2 separate regions of the Urocitellus parryii genome follow, and region 2 is linked to region 1. The links are chromatin contacts, called in public Hi-C maps. All regions are on one chromosome and are shown on one strand. Each heading gives the region's core, a stretch centred on a gene start, on an enhancer-like site or on the middle of the called end of the contact. The rest is flanking DNA. Distances are from core to core; before and after follow the strand shown.

The links. Hi-C and Micro-C count contacts between places; a contact is called where the count stands out from the background.
Region 2: a Hi-C map of muscle shows a contact between it and region 1, with 5 times the contacts expected there. The contact joins the promoter of Sft2d3 here to the promoter of Iws1 in region 1. A contact is called at or near these places in 2 of 2 Hi-C or Micro-C datasets (liver and muscle).

Annotation. Positions count from the first base shown.
Region 1 is chr1:188,616,257-188,623,579 of mUroPar1.hap1, forward strand. It overlaps Iws1 (interacts with SUPT6H, CTD assembly factor 1), which reads right to left and starts at 4,617. Exons shown (of 14, transcript XM_026388738.1): 1 at 4,325-4,617; 2 at 2,450-2,565. The coding sequence starts at 4,358.
Region 2 is chr1:188,767,657-188,774,460 of mUroPar1.hap1, forward strand. Sft2d3 (SFT2 domain containing 3) reads left to right here and starts at 1,622. Exons shown (of 1, transcript XM_026388826.2): 1 at 1,622-5,364. The coding sequence starts at 2,025. The coding sequence ends at 2,678. Wdr33 (WD repeat domain 33) reads right to left here. Exons shown (of 21, transcript XM_026388154.2): 21 at 5,457-6,762. The coding sequence ends at 6,586.

The sequences.
Region 1 (7,323 bases), core at 3,367-5,866:
GCACATGCACGTACTGAAGACCCAGCCCAAGCTGTCTGTTCAATAAGTACATGATATACTACTGGACTATACTCCCAGTCTTCATTTCATTTTATATAAGGGATCTGGGCATCCTCTGGATTTGGTATCCACCAGGGTGGAAAAGACACCTGGAACCAATCCCCCTGGACATGGAAGGATGAGTGTAATGTCGCACCAATACTATGAAACGATTAAAATTACACTTAGTGGGGCTCTTTAACAATATCAGTAAATACTTAAGGCATAATCTTAGGTGAAGAGATAATAGGAAATACAATGTCAAAAAGTTAATAGCTATTTATGGGATTACTTATACTAATTTTAATCTTCTTTAAATTTATTGATATAATTTCCGAATTTTTAACATATCCATTTATATATTTAGAATCCATATTATTACCAAGAAGTAGCAGCAAATGCCTAAACAAGAACCTTTATCATGTTTATAACTAAATCAAGAGGCCCTGAGATAATCAAAGCTGACACCCAGGGTCAATCTCCTAACATTGTTTCCAAGGTGGAAATTTAAAATACTACACTCTAAATGTACTTTAATAATGCTGACATTATCACTTAGCCCCTACCTATTAATTTACTGGAATTTAGCCTAAATATTTAAGGGCCTACAAAGAAAAAAAAAAAAAAAACAAGAGTGTCATTGAAATAATTAAATGATGAGCCATTCCCATACCTGTATTTAGCTCCCTCTTACTACTCCACTCATCCTACATTACACTCATCCTTACTACTCACATTGGCTCCTTGAAAACTTTAAGCACACTCTCACTTTGGGGTTCTTCATGGGAGTGTTTTTTCCTTCAGACACATAAATGTGTTGCTATTCCCTCAGCTCCCTTCCTGCCTTGGCTCAAATGTCACCTTTTCTTTTCTTTTTTTGTGGTGGTGGGGGTTGAACGCTGGGCCTCCCACATGCTAGGTTAGTGAGCTACCTCTGAGCTCCATCCTCATTCCTTTTTAATTTTATTCTGAGATAGGATATTGCTAAGTTGTCCAGGCTCACTTTGAATTTATGATTCTCCTGCCTCAGCCTCTCGAGTAGCTAGGATTATAAGCATGCACACCACACCTGGCATTATTTCTTAATTTAACACAGAAATTTGCCCTCCATACTGATGTCCTTCATTACATTCTAATTTCCCCCAGATCCACAACATTTGTCACCTTCTAGCAAACTACAATTTTAAAAAACAGTACGTTGTTTTAATGTCTTTCTTCTCTCACTGAAAAATAAATCCAAGAAAAGGATTCTGGCTTTTAGTCACTGATATGTCCAAAACACCTTAAGGAAAAAAAAAGCAAACATCTAACACATATATAAAGTGCTCAATAAATGAGAAATGTATGAATATACTAATGACACAAACATATAAATAAAAAAAAAATGACATGACTCTATAATGATGGTCAATACAATTTGCAAGAACATCTAGTATGTAAAATTGGTAATTTTTTATGTGTTTAATTAAGCAAATCTATGGCACAAAAGTTCTTACAAAATCTGTTTATCTTGGAGCTGAGATGTGGGGCTAAGTGGTAGAGTGTTTTCCTAGCATGCACAAGTTCCTAGGTTCAATCCCCAGCACTGCAAACAAACAAAACAAAAAATACAAAATTAAGAATGATGGAGTGACTGAGAAGAGTTTTGGAGCATGGTGGTACATGCCTGTAATCCCAGCCACCTGTCAAACTGAGGCAGGAGGATGGCAAGTTCAAAGCCAGCCTCAGCAAATTAGTGAAAAACATCTCTCCATTTTTATCATTCCTATTTGTTTATGTCTAAGACACACTGACTCATTGAAAAATGTCCCAAATTTATTTTGTTAACACTGTATAAGACAGACTATATAACCAAGGAGGCACATTAAGTTGTTTTAAAAATATTTATGTATTAGAACGAATATTAAAATGTATAGAGAATCCAATACTATATTATTACAAAAGTAGCTTTTAAAACTACACTTGTTTTTTTTTTTTAATCATATGAATCTCAACAATTCAAAACAAGAAGGCCAATTCCTGATACAAGTTTTATTAAGTGAACATTTCCTAACTTTTTATTTCAACTTTTTTTCAGGCTGCAAATGCTCATAGCCCCTTCAAGATGATATCTGAGGATTAGGGAAGCCAAGTGAAATATCAAAGGCCTGGCTCATTATCTGATTTCATATACTTAGTTAAAACTGCCTAAATACTTGAAATTCAACACAGTCAGAACTTATTTCCCTGTTATTACATCAGTAACCAGACCATCCCTATTTATTTTTAAAGCAGTTTTCTATTACTTCATACTTTACTCTCAGAGATTAAACCCCAAGTCCTATGGCAGGGTCTCTACAATTTCTAAACTTAAAAACAGGTCTCACAAAAGTATAAGGAAAAATCTTCCCCAAAGATATTTAGCCAATACCTCTGAATGCCGTTCTATGCTTCCAGTATCTGATCCAGAGTGTTGCTCATTTACATCATCCTCACCATCAGATCCAGAATCCCGTTCATCCTGCACTGGGGTAGCACCACCATCATCTGCTTAAAAATAAAACAAAAATCCACTTACAGTTAACATGGATGACACCTGTAGCTGAAACAAACACAATGATTTAAGACTATCCAAAACAAAAGTTACTACGGACAAAGCAAAACTAATGATGGTAATATTTTGAGCAAAGCAATACAATAGTCATACAAATACCAACATCATTAACATATGGCGCATGTGGCAGCAAAAATACTCCATAAAAGGAATGTAATGCTTAAAAACCATCATTAAATACCACGTCAGTAACTTGTAAGTAAAGTGCTATTTATTTCAAATTTATGTTAAAAACTCTCTTTCTCTCCAGAGCACTTACCACCAACTTCTAATGTACTATGCGATTTTTTTCAAGTTATTCTGCTTTCAGTTCACTGCTGAATCCCTGGAACCCAGAATACTGCCTGGTACATGATATAAAGTATCTGTTTATGAATGAAAAGCACAAGGAACTCCAGTCCAGAAATAGTCAAAACTCATTAAAGCATATATTACAATATTAAAAAAAAATCAACCATAATTATGAATTGGTACCTAACTTTAAGCAATATTTTAAAAATCCAAAAAGTGATGAAATCACTCTCATATAAATGAGCTACTGTACTTAGCTAGAGTAAAGTTAAGAAGTCACAATAAAAAGAATAGTTTTTTTGGAAAAAAAAAGAATAGTTTTTTTGGGAAAAAAAAAGAATAGTTTTGAAGTTTAACAATTACACAGCATCAGTGGGAGGACAGATGAGAAGAGGGCGTTAAAAGGTTAAAATACTGTCCTGGCATAATAGGAAAGCATTACAGAACGACTAAAAATGATGCAAGAAGAGACAGCATAAGTTAGGAAGAGAGGTAAATACTAAAAGTTTAGAAATTAGGAGGAGGGGGTGTCAGGGAACTGCTATCTACTACCTCAACTTGTTACCTCTTTAAACACAACCTACCTACTATAATACATACAGCTGCCTTTTTTTAAAAAGCAACTTTAAAACACAAATGAATTGAAACTCTTTTGAAAACATCAGAAAACGTTTTAACCAAAACAGAAGTGCATGCCTGAAAAGCACTTACAATCTCTGTTATTTGCTGTCACAAGTAAGGAATTAAAAGGAAACCAAAACAGGAGAGAGCTTTAAGTCCTAACAACTAAGCACTTTTGATACAGAATGTACAAATGGCAAAGGACCCCACTAGGTCCTACCTTACTCAACTTTACATCCTGGGTGCCAGGGCTTGCCCAACGGGGATAAGTGTACATGAATAAGAAAGACAGCAGACCAAACTTGGGTGAGGAAAAAGGAAAGCTCTTAAGGTAAAGGAAAGGCAAAAAGTCAAATAACAGCCAGAGAAGCACTCCTTACAACTCAGACAAAGGTCCTGGGAAGCCAGTGTGGCAGGCGAATTAAATGAGCCCTAACTTGGAACGAAAAGTCTAGGAAGGGTCCCCAGCCTCCTACTGAACTTCCTTGGGTTCTCAAAATCCCGTAACTTCTGAAAGATCCTTAACAGGAAAAGCCTCTTCTTTCCCAACACTGTGCACACAGCAGGTGCTTGATATAGGTAGTGACTTCCCGATTTCAGCAAAAACCTTCACCTATTCGGAAGACGTCTTTCCCTCAAAGATCCCCTTTCTCCAAGGTTCTAACTTGGGCCGGCAGCTCGCTGATCCGCAGGCTCGTCTCCGGGGTTTTTCTCCCGGCTCCCGCGAGAGCGCGAGGCCAAGGCCGCCGAGGAATCGCTCGGTCCCCAACCCGAACCCACCTGACTGGTCGCCACTGTAATATTCCGAGTCCATGGCAGGCGGGCTCTCAGCGGGGAGTGTCCGCGCCCCGCGCCGCCCCCGTCACCTCCTTCCTGGTGGTGTGACCTCCGATGGTGCGACCCGGTGCTGAGGCTCCGGCCTAACCGGAGAGCTCGGAGAATATGAAAACCGCAACAGCAGAGACGAACGCTTCGACCTGGTAGCCCCAGCAGAAAAGGCCGTACCGGGAAAGCCAGCAAGCGTGCGAGTCGGCCCTCTACTTCCCAGAAGCACCTCTGAGACCAAAATGGCGTCTGCCCACGACCCTCAAAGGAATGCAGTGCGCAGGCGCTATCATGCGTCAAACCGGCCAATGAGAAGACGTAATAGTAATGACGCAACGCACCGCCGGAAAGGAGACTACTGGGAAAAATGAGCGGGAGCTTTAGTTAAATACGCCCCTCCGGAGGAGTCTGGTTTGTCCTGCGTGGGAGCGAGCTTTCTCTCTTGAGTGTGTCGGCCCCTTCTTGGAGGAACATCAGAATTACTCTTGAGAAAAATGGAGGCTCCGAAAATTACATTTTGTATCTTTAGGCCAGATAACTCTCAGTCCTGCAGCTAGGCGAAAGACTCCCGCCCTCGGTGTGTCGAAGGGATGGCGCACTGTTCTCTGGGACTTGTAGTTCCAAGTCTAGGCAGTGTTGATGCATTACTAACTGAAGTGACCAAGACCTCCTTCGAGGCATTTTTACTTCCTTTCTTTATAAAATAACTATTTAATTTCCACCTTAAGGACCCATTTGATCAACAATAAGAAGTACAGATCTTTGCCTGCAGAAAGATCACTTGATGAAACCTGAGGAGGGTCATGTTGCACCTAAGCTCTGTGCTCCTGAAAACAGGATGGTTAAGAAATGTCCTCTTCACCTGTTTGTTCCTGAAACAGCTCATTGTAACGAACCACCCTTCTCCATATGACTTAGTTAAATAAAGACCTACAGATGATCCCCTGTTCACCTGTGACAAGCCCTATATGGCCAGGGACAGACAGACCCTCTAAGTTCCTGTTCATGGTCTCAAGACTGATTAGCTGAGATTTGAACTCTGTACCCTGAAACTAGCTACACAAAACGTTTTCTGTTCATCCTACCAACAAACTTTTCCCTATAACTAAATAATCCCAGCTATTCCATCATCCTCCCATCCCTCATCACCGAACTAAAACTGTCTAAGGCAAAACCATCCTGTAAGGTCCTTGCTTAGCATCTGGATGGGCCATCTTAAGTGACATCCATCATTTTAAGAAAAGTTTCGCTTTCCCACCCAAGCCCTTTTTTGCAAAAGGCTCACCACTCCCTCATACCACCCCCACTCTGCATTAGGACCCATCCAGCTCTAATCCCTGAGCCTGCCCCATAAAAGTCCCGGAACCCAAGCCAGTATTGCCTCTCTCCGTCTATGGACAGATGTGCCTTTGTCAGCTCTGACAAATAAACTGTTGTGTGTATCTCTGCCTGATCTCCATCTTTTATTTCTTGCTTGCCCGGTTCCTTGCTTTCCTTTTACACCCGACCAAGACCATACATATCTGGGGTTTCCCCTTATAGCAATAACCTGAGTAAAGTCCATTATCTTGTTTATTTTTGTCTTAGCCCAGTAAGAGCACTTTGCCTCTTGATTGGAGGAGGGTCCATGGTGGGTATGAGCAAAGATCCTTCAGAAGATGTAGACTTGTAGAATGGGGCCTTTTCTTACTACTAGAGAGTTATGACCCCTTTGATAGCCAGTCAGAGTATGCTGGCAGCACCCAGTTCCAGGCTTGAAAAGGAAGAAAGGGGGAGGGTTATTTCTCTCTGGTGTGGTGGGAAAAGCCTTAAAATCCAAGTTTTGCACCTTCTGCTGTGGTAATGACATTTTCTGAGGCTGTCATGAGAATCAGAAGAGCAAAGAATTAACAGAGTCTAGAATCAGAGATGCAAAATTTAAATATTTGCCTCTTTCTCTTTGATAAAGAGATCCAGGCTCTGAGCTCTCTTCTAAAGAGTGGGCAAGATTGTACCTACATAAATAGAGCAGGAGAAATAAGAAGACCAAGAGGAGACTTAATGGCAGGGAACCCAGCACAAATTCTGCCTTAAGACCTTTGAGTTTCACTAGAGATATAAGACTAAAAGACAGGAAAGTGATTGGGTTATAGCCAATGCAATTGAAAGAGGAAAAAGAGGAATTTCGACATAACTAACTTTCCTGGTGGTTTGGAGAATGGAGAGATTGAAGTGGAGAGAAAATTCAACAATGTGCTGAGCCCCCAGAAGGCTGCAAAGAAGCATCAGGTCCAGCTTTTACTCAGAAAGCCAACAAGTAAGTTCGTGAAATAGGATACCCCTTTCAAAGAAACATAGTGCGGAGCTCCTTTTTACCAACTGTCCATCCTCTGCAGCCCCCTGGCAGAGAAGTTCTTGAATGGCACAGAGATGCTTTCTGGGTCTTGGATATCTCAAATTTTGACAACTGCCATCTTCCCACCCCACAGGCCTCACTCTAAAATTAGCCAGTTGGCTCATAGTGGTTATGATAGTGAGATGCCCAGGAGGAAAACTCTCCCTTAACTGATAACCCAGAAACACTGAGTTCCTTACATGAATATAAGATCTATTCAGCCAGACTCTTAAGATATTGTGACCTGCTGAACATGTCAGGGAGTGAAAGTCCATATAATCTAAGGATCAGCCTCATACTGGCAGAGCTGCAGACTGGGGAAAAAGAGAATTAGTGTTACAGAGTTTGGGCTTTCCTGGAAACTGAGGCAGTGCAAAGACCTCCTCTTTAAACGCCAGTTCTTTTTTTTAAAATTTTCTTTTAGTTGTAGATGGACACAATATCTTTATTTTTATTTATTTATTTTTATGTGGTGCTGAGGATCAAACCCGGTGCCTCACGCTTACAAGATACACGCTCAACCACTGAGCTTCAACCCCAGCCCCAAACCCTAGTTCTTATAATCAAGTCAGAAAAAGAT
Region 2 (6,804 bases), core at 372-2,871, 150 kb after region 1:
GGGATGTAGCTCAGTGGTACAGCCTGTATTCAGCATGCTGTTGGTCCCGAGGTGGGCAAAAAATAGTTCTCTCTCCTTCTCCTTCCCCACCAGCTCAATACAGAGAGGGCAGGAAAAGAATGGTCTTGGGGAGCAAATAAGCCAAAGATCTACAAAAGAAAAAACTACTGGATAACTTACCTGTTCTGCACATTTGTCCTGAGACAAACAGAATTAATTACTCTGAAGTTACACAGTCTACTACCTTAGAAAATTCGGGAAACACACAAGTATGGCCCACCCTGGGGACTCCTGGAGTGGGAAAGCAGGGGACCTCCAGGCATCATATCACAAATTTACAACAGTCATTTAAAACGTCTACAAATTAGGTTGGGTTTTCCAATCAATGGATTCAGGAAGCATCTTCAAAGTCTTTCAGGCATTTACTGCACTAAAATTGACAGTTGTTTCCTAGCACACTTGTCAGGTCCTAGGAAACGAACAATGACAACAGACCCTGTCCTCAAGGAGCTGGCAAAGCTGTGAACAAAGACTATTGCAACTTGGAAATAGTGAACACAGAAAGTGAGGGCTATGGAAAAATAGACCCCAGGGAATTTTCTTTACCTACAACTGTTCCCCTAAGTACCCTCCTGCCAGGTGTGTGGGGTGATGTCTGTGATGAACTGGAGCTTTTGTCAATGCGGTAGAATACACTAGAAGTTCAGGCCTCAGCCAGAGGGAATGCAGGAAAGGCAAATGGGGCAAGCTCTGAAGGGACTCGTAGGTGGACCCCACCTATAGCTGAACTTGCTGTCCCCAGTAAAAGAACAGGTCCCAGGGAACTTCCCTTACCTACTTCTCCCTACTCGCCCTGTCCTAAATGAGTCCACCACTTTATGAATAGACAAAATTCTTCCTGTGACCTGGCCCTGCGAAACCCTATAAAATTTACTCAGCGCCCTGTTGTATCCCATCTCCATTTTCCCCTTGAAAAATGTGCCCCTCTGGGGCTGGGGATGTGGCTCAAGTGGTAGCGCACTTGCCTAGCATGCAAGGGACACTGGGTTCGATTCTCAGCACCACATAAAAACAAAATAAAGATATTATGTCCACCTAAAAAAACTAAAAAATAAATATTTAAAAAAAGAGAAAATGTGCTCCTCCATTGCTTAATAGAGCATCGACGATCTGTTGAGTTCTGCATCCCTTTTTCTTTTTGTATTTGCTTTCAGAAAGTACACCTAAGTTTAAAAGAAGTAGCAGAAGGTATCAAAAAGCAGCAGGCCTAGGAGGCCGGAGGGTGTGGCCTGGGTGTAAGGAACACTCCAAGATGTTATGAGAAAAGTTGCAGAACACAGGGGACTGACCAAGCAAGCGATCAGTCAGGAGATGGGGCTGAGGCACTGAAGACCCAAACCAGGTATGAGGCAGAGGAACCACCACATCTTGCACATGGGATGTAGAGAGGTCGAGGATCTTGCCAGGCCTCTGGCCCAAACCAAGACCAGAAGACAAGCAAGGTCGAGGTGGGTGTTAACCGTTCATTTATCAACTGTGACCTGGTTCCCAAAGAAACCAAATTAGTTCTGTGGGTCTAAACGTTTTTAAAACTTTATTTTGAGATAACTAGATGTGCGTGCTGCAGTAAGAAACGAGATCCCTCCATACCACAGTATAGCAGCCCATGTAGCCATTGACAGTCTGGACAGTATTTCCAGAAGGGTACCTTGTGTGCCACACACCCCAACATTTAATGCTGCCAGGACTCGTCCAGCGGCTACAATCCAAAGAACCGGTTCAGGCACTGAGAGAACGACTGGCAAGAGGTGCGGGGCGGGCCAGCAGACCAGACCTCGAGACTGCTCCAGTCTGCACAGAGACTGCCCTGCACGGCCACGCGCGCCACCGGCCACGCGCGCTACAGGCCCCGCCCCTTCCGCAGAGTCCACCAACCGCCGCCATCTGGCCAAGCCACTGCTGCCGCAAACGAGGAAAGCAGGAAGCGCGTGACAGCGCTCCTCTCCGTCGCCGTCCCGTCGGAGATGGCAGACCTCCACCGCCAGCTGCAGGACTACCTGTCGCAGAGCAAAGCGGGCAGGCCGGCGGAAGCGGAGCAGCTACTCGCTTCGGAGACTGCTGAAGAGCCTGCGGCAGGGGTCGGACCGACGGGAGCGTGGCTTGGCCGCGCTGGCCTGCGGTGGACGTGGCCGCGAAGTCACACGGAGCCGGCGGCGGCGAGCCAGGCGTGCCTGCCGAGCGTGACGCGCGGCCAGCAGCTGGCTGCGGGTGGAGCCTGTCTGCTACTGGCCGCGCTCTGCTTCTGTCTGGCGGCACTCTACGCGCCAGTGCTGCTGCTGCGCGCGCGCAAATTCGCGCTGCTCTGGTCGTTGGGCTCGGTGCTGGCTCTCGCAGGCGGCGCGATACTGCGAGGCGGGGCGGCGTGCGGACGTCTGCTACGCTGCGAGGAGACGCCGTCGAGGCCCGCGCTGGTCTACGCGGCCGCGCTGGGAGCCACTCTGTACGCGGCAATGGGTCTGCGCAGTACGCCGCTCACTGCGCTGGGCGCCTGCGCGCAGGTGGCCGCCCTACTGGCCTGGTTGGCTAGCCTGCTGCCGTGGGGCGGTGGCACCGCGCTGCGCCTGGCGCTCGGTCGCTTGGGCCGCCGCGCAGGCCTAGCTAATGCGCTGCCGGTGTGAGTCCTGGACCTGCGCCGTCAGGGAACGACGCAGAACCTTCCCAGAACCCGGCGCCTGCCGAGCCAAAGACTGCACCCGTCCACTCCCGGACTCTACCACCGCAGAACGTCCTAATGACACCTGCCGCTTAGGGCGAAGGCGTCGTCCAGACGGTGCTGGCGAGTGTAAACCTTTAGCAGCTGTTTCAAGCTGCGACACCAGCGGTTTCCGGTGGTCCTGATCTCACCGTTTCGTGCTATCCTGAGTAGCATGTGCTCTGAAAAGGAAGTTTTGTCGTGGAATTGGTGCTGTGAAGCTGCTCTTAGAAGTTCTTTTTGCACTGTGATTTTAGATTGAGCTGAGTAAAAACGGAATGGCTCTTTGCATTAGTTGTTTTTGTGGTTTTTCTCAGGCTTAACTTTTTATTTTGTCATTTTTTTTTTAAATCCAGTGGTAGATGTTGAGCTACAATAGCTTTTTTTTGGGGGGGGGGTGGCTGTACCTAAGACTTGGAAATTATTTTCCCTCAGTCTTCAGTGTAAATGAATCTCAGAAGAGTAATCTAATGTAATCTAAGCATTACATTTAACCACTGGATTTAAAAAAGTAATTAGTTAAGGAAAAAACCGAGGTGAACTGTTTTAAGAGAAATTGTAAATTTGTTGCCTTATGTAACATTAAAGGAAAATTCGTCCTGAATTAGATATGAAAGTAGGGGAAAAAAAGAGACATTTTCTGCCCCAAGTTGCCTGGTATCCAGGAAGATGCTGGTAAACCTTGGAGAGGTCTCAGTGCAGAACTGGGCTAGCAAATCCTGGGAACAGGAAGGTAATTCTACTTTTAGAATTCCCATATTTGTTGGAAATTATGGATTTCTGCAGACTATCACTTCTAATTGTATTTCATTTTTAAAGCAGTTTACAGTTTATTTGTCTTTTCCTTTAAGTTGTAGATGTACACAGTACTTTTATTTATTTTTATGTGGTGCTGAGGATAGAAACCAGTGCCTCACATGTGCTAGGCAAGTGCTGGACCTCTGAGCTATAATCCTAGCCTGTAGTTTACAATTTCCATGATGGTCCTAACACAGTGTAAAATGCTTTTCATATATACTTTGTCTTAGGTTCAGTGGTTACTTTTTCCTACTAAATTTATTGCCAGAAAGCAGGGGTCCAGAAAAACTACAGGTTTTACCATTAACTATAAACTAGTAAAATATATTTAGAATTTAAAAGTTCTGTGCCAATGGTTCTTACACTTAACTGGCACATCAGAATTACTTGAAGAGCAACACTTTAAATAAATTCATTCAGAATCTCTGGAGGTGGGATCAGGCATTGACATTAAAGCTCCTCTGATGATTCCATTTCAGCCAAAGTTGATAACCACCAAATGCACTAAAAAGTTGCCCTGGCTTGCGCAGTTTGAAAATAATTGTTTTTGGGGGGACCAGATTCCAGTGTTGCCCTAACATATTGTGTCAAGCAGCAGAAGAGCACTGCTTCTTCCTCCAGTCCCCAAATGTACATTTTTCTGTCCTGATAATGTCCTGAGCCCTTCCCCAAGATATGATACTGACTGAAGTGACCAACATCCACAGGTGGGCTTGTGAGCTACCACCCCGCTTAGTACTTGCTAATACTGCCTCCTCCCCTATTAATAAATAGGGTTGTCTACCTCAAAAAGGTACATTCAAGTTTTCAGGAGTAAGTTATTTTTACAATGGGAAAGACTTGTGCCATTGAGTGCTCTTTCTAGTCCCCTAGTTAAATTTCTATTCTAGTTTTAAATTTCTCTAGAATATGCATGGCTGAGGATTTTAGTGTTTGACATATTTTTATATAGTTCTTAAGCCAGGATTTTAAAAATTCTTGTTTTCAGCCTGACACAGTGACACATGCCTGTAATCTCAGCTATTTGGGAGGCTGAGGCAGGAGAATCCCAAATTCAGGGTCAGCCTAGACAACTTAGCTAAATCCTGTCTCAAAATAAAATAAAAAGAACTGGGGATGTAGCTCAGTGGTAGAAAGCTTGCCCAGCATGCCCGAGGCCCTGGGTGGATCCCTAGTACAGCAAAAAACCAAAAATGTCCAGCATTTTCCCAATTCATTGAAAATCTTGTTTTCAAAGCACCTTATCTTGTATTTATTTGGACAATGATGTTTTAAAATGCCATACATACTATATTTCTGAGTATTTTAATAAATGTATAATGTAGAGATTTCTGTTTTTCTCTAAATTCATTCTCAAAATGTGATCTGGGTATCTGCTTTCCCAGGAACCAGTTATAAAGTTAAACTCTAAATGCTAATAATTCCACATGAAGGAAGGGAACCTAATTTCTATGAGGATTTGGTCTTTGGATCCTTTTAGCTTCCTGGAATTTGATTATGATTTCTTTTACTAATGCTATACAAGTGGAGGACAAATAAAGAATATCCATAAACCTAAAGCAATGCTGATTCTCCTAATAGTGTGTTAATAGTAGGGTGTGGGTAAATGTTTTTAATTTTGAAGTAAAATGAGAATTATTTACTTGGAATCTTTAGGTTGTAATAACCCAAAAATGTACTTGACATTTTTCTCACACCACAGAAAAAACTTGGCCTTTATCATTTTTCCCACTAATACAGCCAGTTCCTATTTCTGTATGCTATCCAACTATGTCAGTGTCCCTTTCCTGAGCAACCACTGAGACTCCAGCACTATTAAGCCTGCCAAGTACACCTGTCTGTCTCCATTGCCAAACTGAAGCTGGCAATATAATGATGTTAAGACAGCTACAGGACTGCCCTTTTAGTAATAAAAAGTTTACTATAAAATCACCAGCATAACAAGTGGTCTAACTGAATTTTTGACTTTCAATCCAAATTAAACCAAACATTTCTTAAATACATGACAGGAATTCACCATTGACAAGAACGTTTTAGCTTACTCTAAAAACTATTCTCTCCTTTAAACACTGGTATTTCCACAAAGCTAGTATGGAAGAATTAAGGTTTTGCAAAACAGATATTTCAGTCCCTTCCTTCTCAGCTTAAGTGTGTGAAATGGCTTTAAAGTTTTCAAAAGGATGTATGTAGTTAACCTCTAACTTAAACCCAGGTTTTTCTCATCAAAACAGAGCAATTCAAATCTAAAGTGTGGTTACCGGGAGATGTACCCAAGAGCCCATAGTTGGACAGCCAGATTTTGTTCTTGAGTATAATTTTCCATCTGTCAGAGCATGTCTGAGGCTTTTGAACTACATTAAAGTATTCCTCACTGTACAATAAAAATGGTATGAAAGAATATTCAGATAGAATGTTAAAAAGCACCAAGTTCACAAATGAAATTAGATAACCTACCTGTTCCCTCAAGTCTCAAGTCTCCTCATTTACATCAGTAATAACTGTATGACCCTCAGCAGATTAGATACAACGGAAACCAAAGATTTCCTTAAGGCAAGCACTTCACGACTGGTTTTCTGTTAATTCTTGCGTAAATCACATTCTGTATTCATACAAAAACAACTTAATGTTTTTTTCTCTGACAAACTGTACATATATAGAAACAAATTTCCAATTGGACATGAACTTAAAGTTGTGGAGGTGTTCCATGTCTCGTGACACTTTAAAAATAAAAAAAAAAGATTCCAGCTTTATCTTCACAAAAACAACTTGGGAGTTAGGGCAATGAGGGTGGACAGGACAAAACAAGTCTAGCTACTCTGGGTAGCTGGCAGCAGTCTCTTCATCTTGAAGACCTCATGAGGAGCTCCTGGGACTCAGCTACCCCAGAAGAGTTCAGGGCTACAATAGTGCGGGCTTCCTTGTGTTTCACTTGGTAAGTCCACAAGTTCTTAAATACTGTCCAGAGAGGCCTAGTACCCACTTCTACCGACCCCTTCCACCACCCCTTGAAGCACCTCGCCTTGGTGGGCCAGAGTTCATGTTGCTCCCTCTACCCCAGTTACTGCCACTCCGGCCCCCTCGAGAAGGGGTGCCACTGCCTGGAGGACCCCCAAAAGGTTCGTCTCTATGGTATCCATCATGGTGGTCTCCATCCAAAGAGCTGGAACGCCCAGATTTTGGCACTCTCTGAGAAGGTCCCGGGCCTCCTCGGCCTGAAATGAAACATTGATATCAAACGTGACTTTTTACATTAG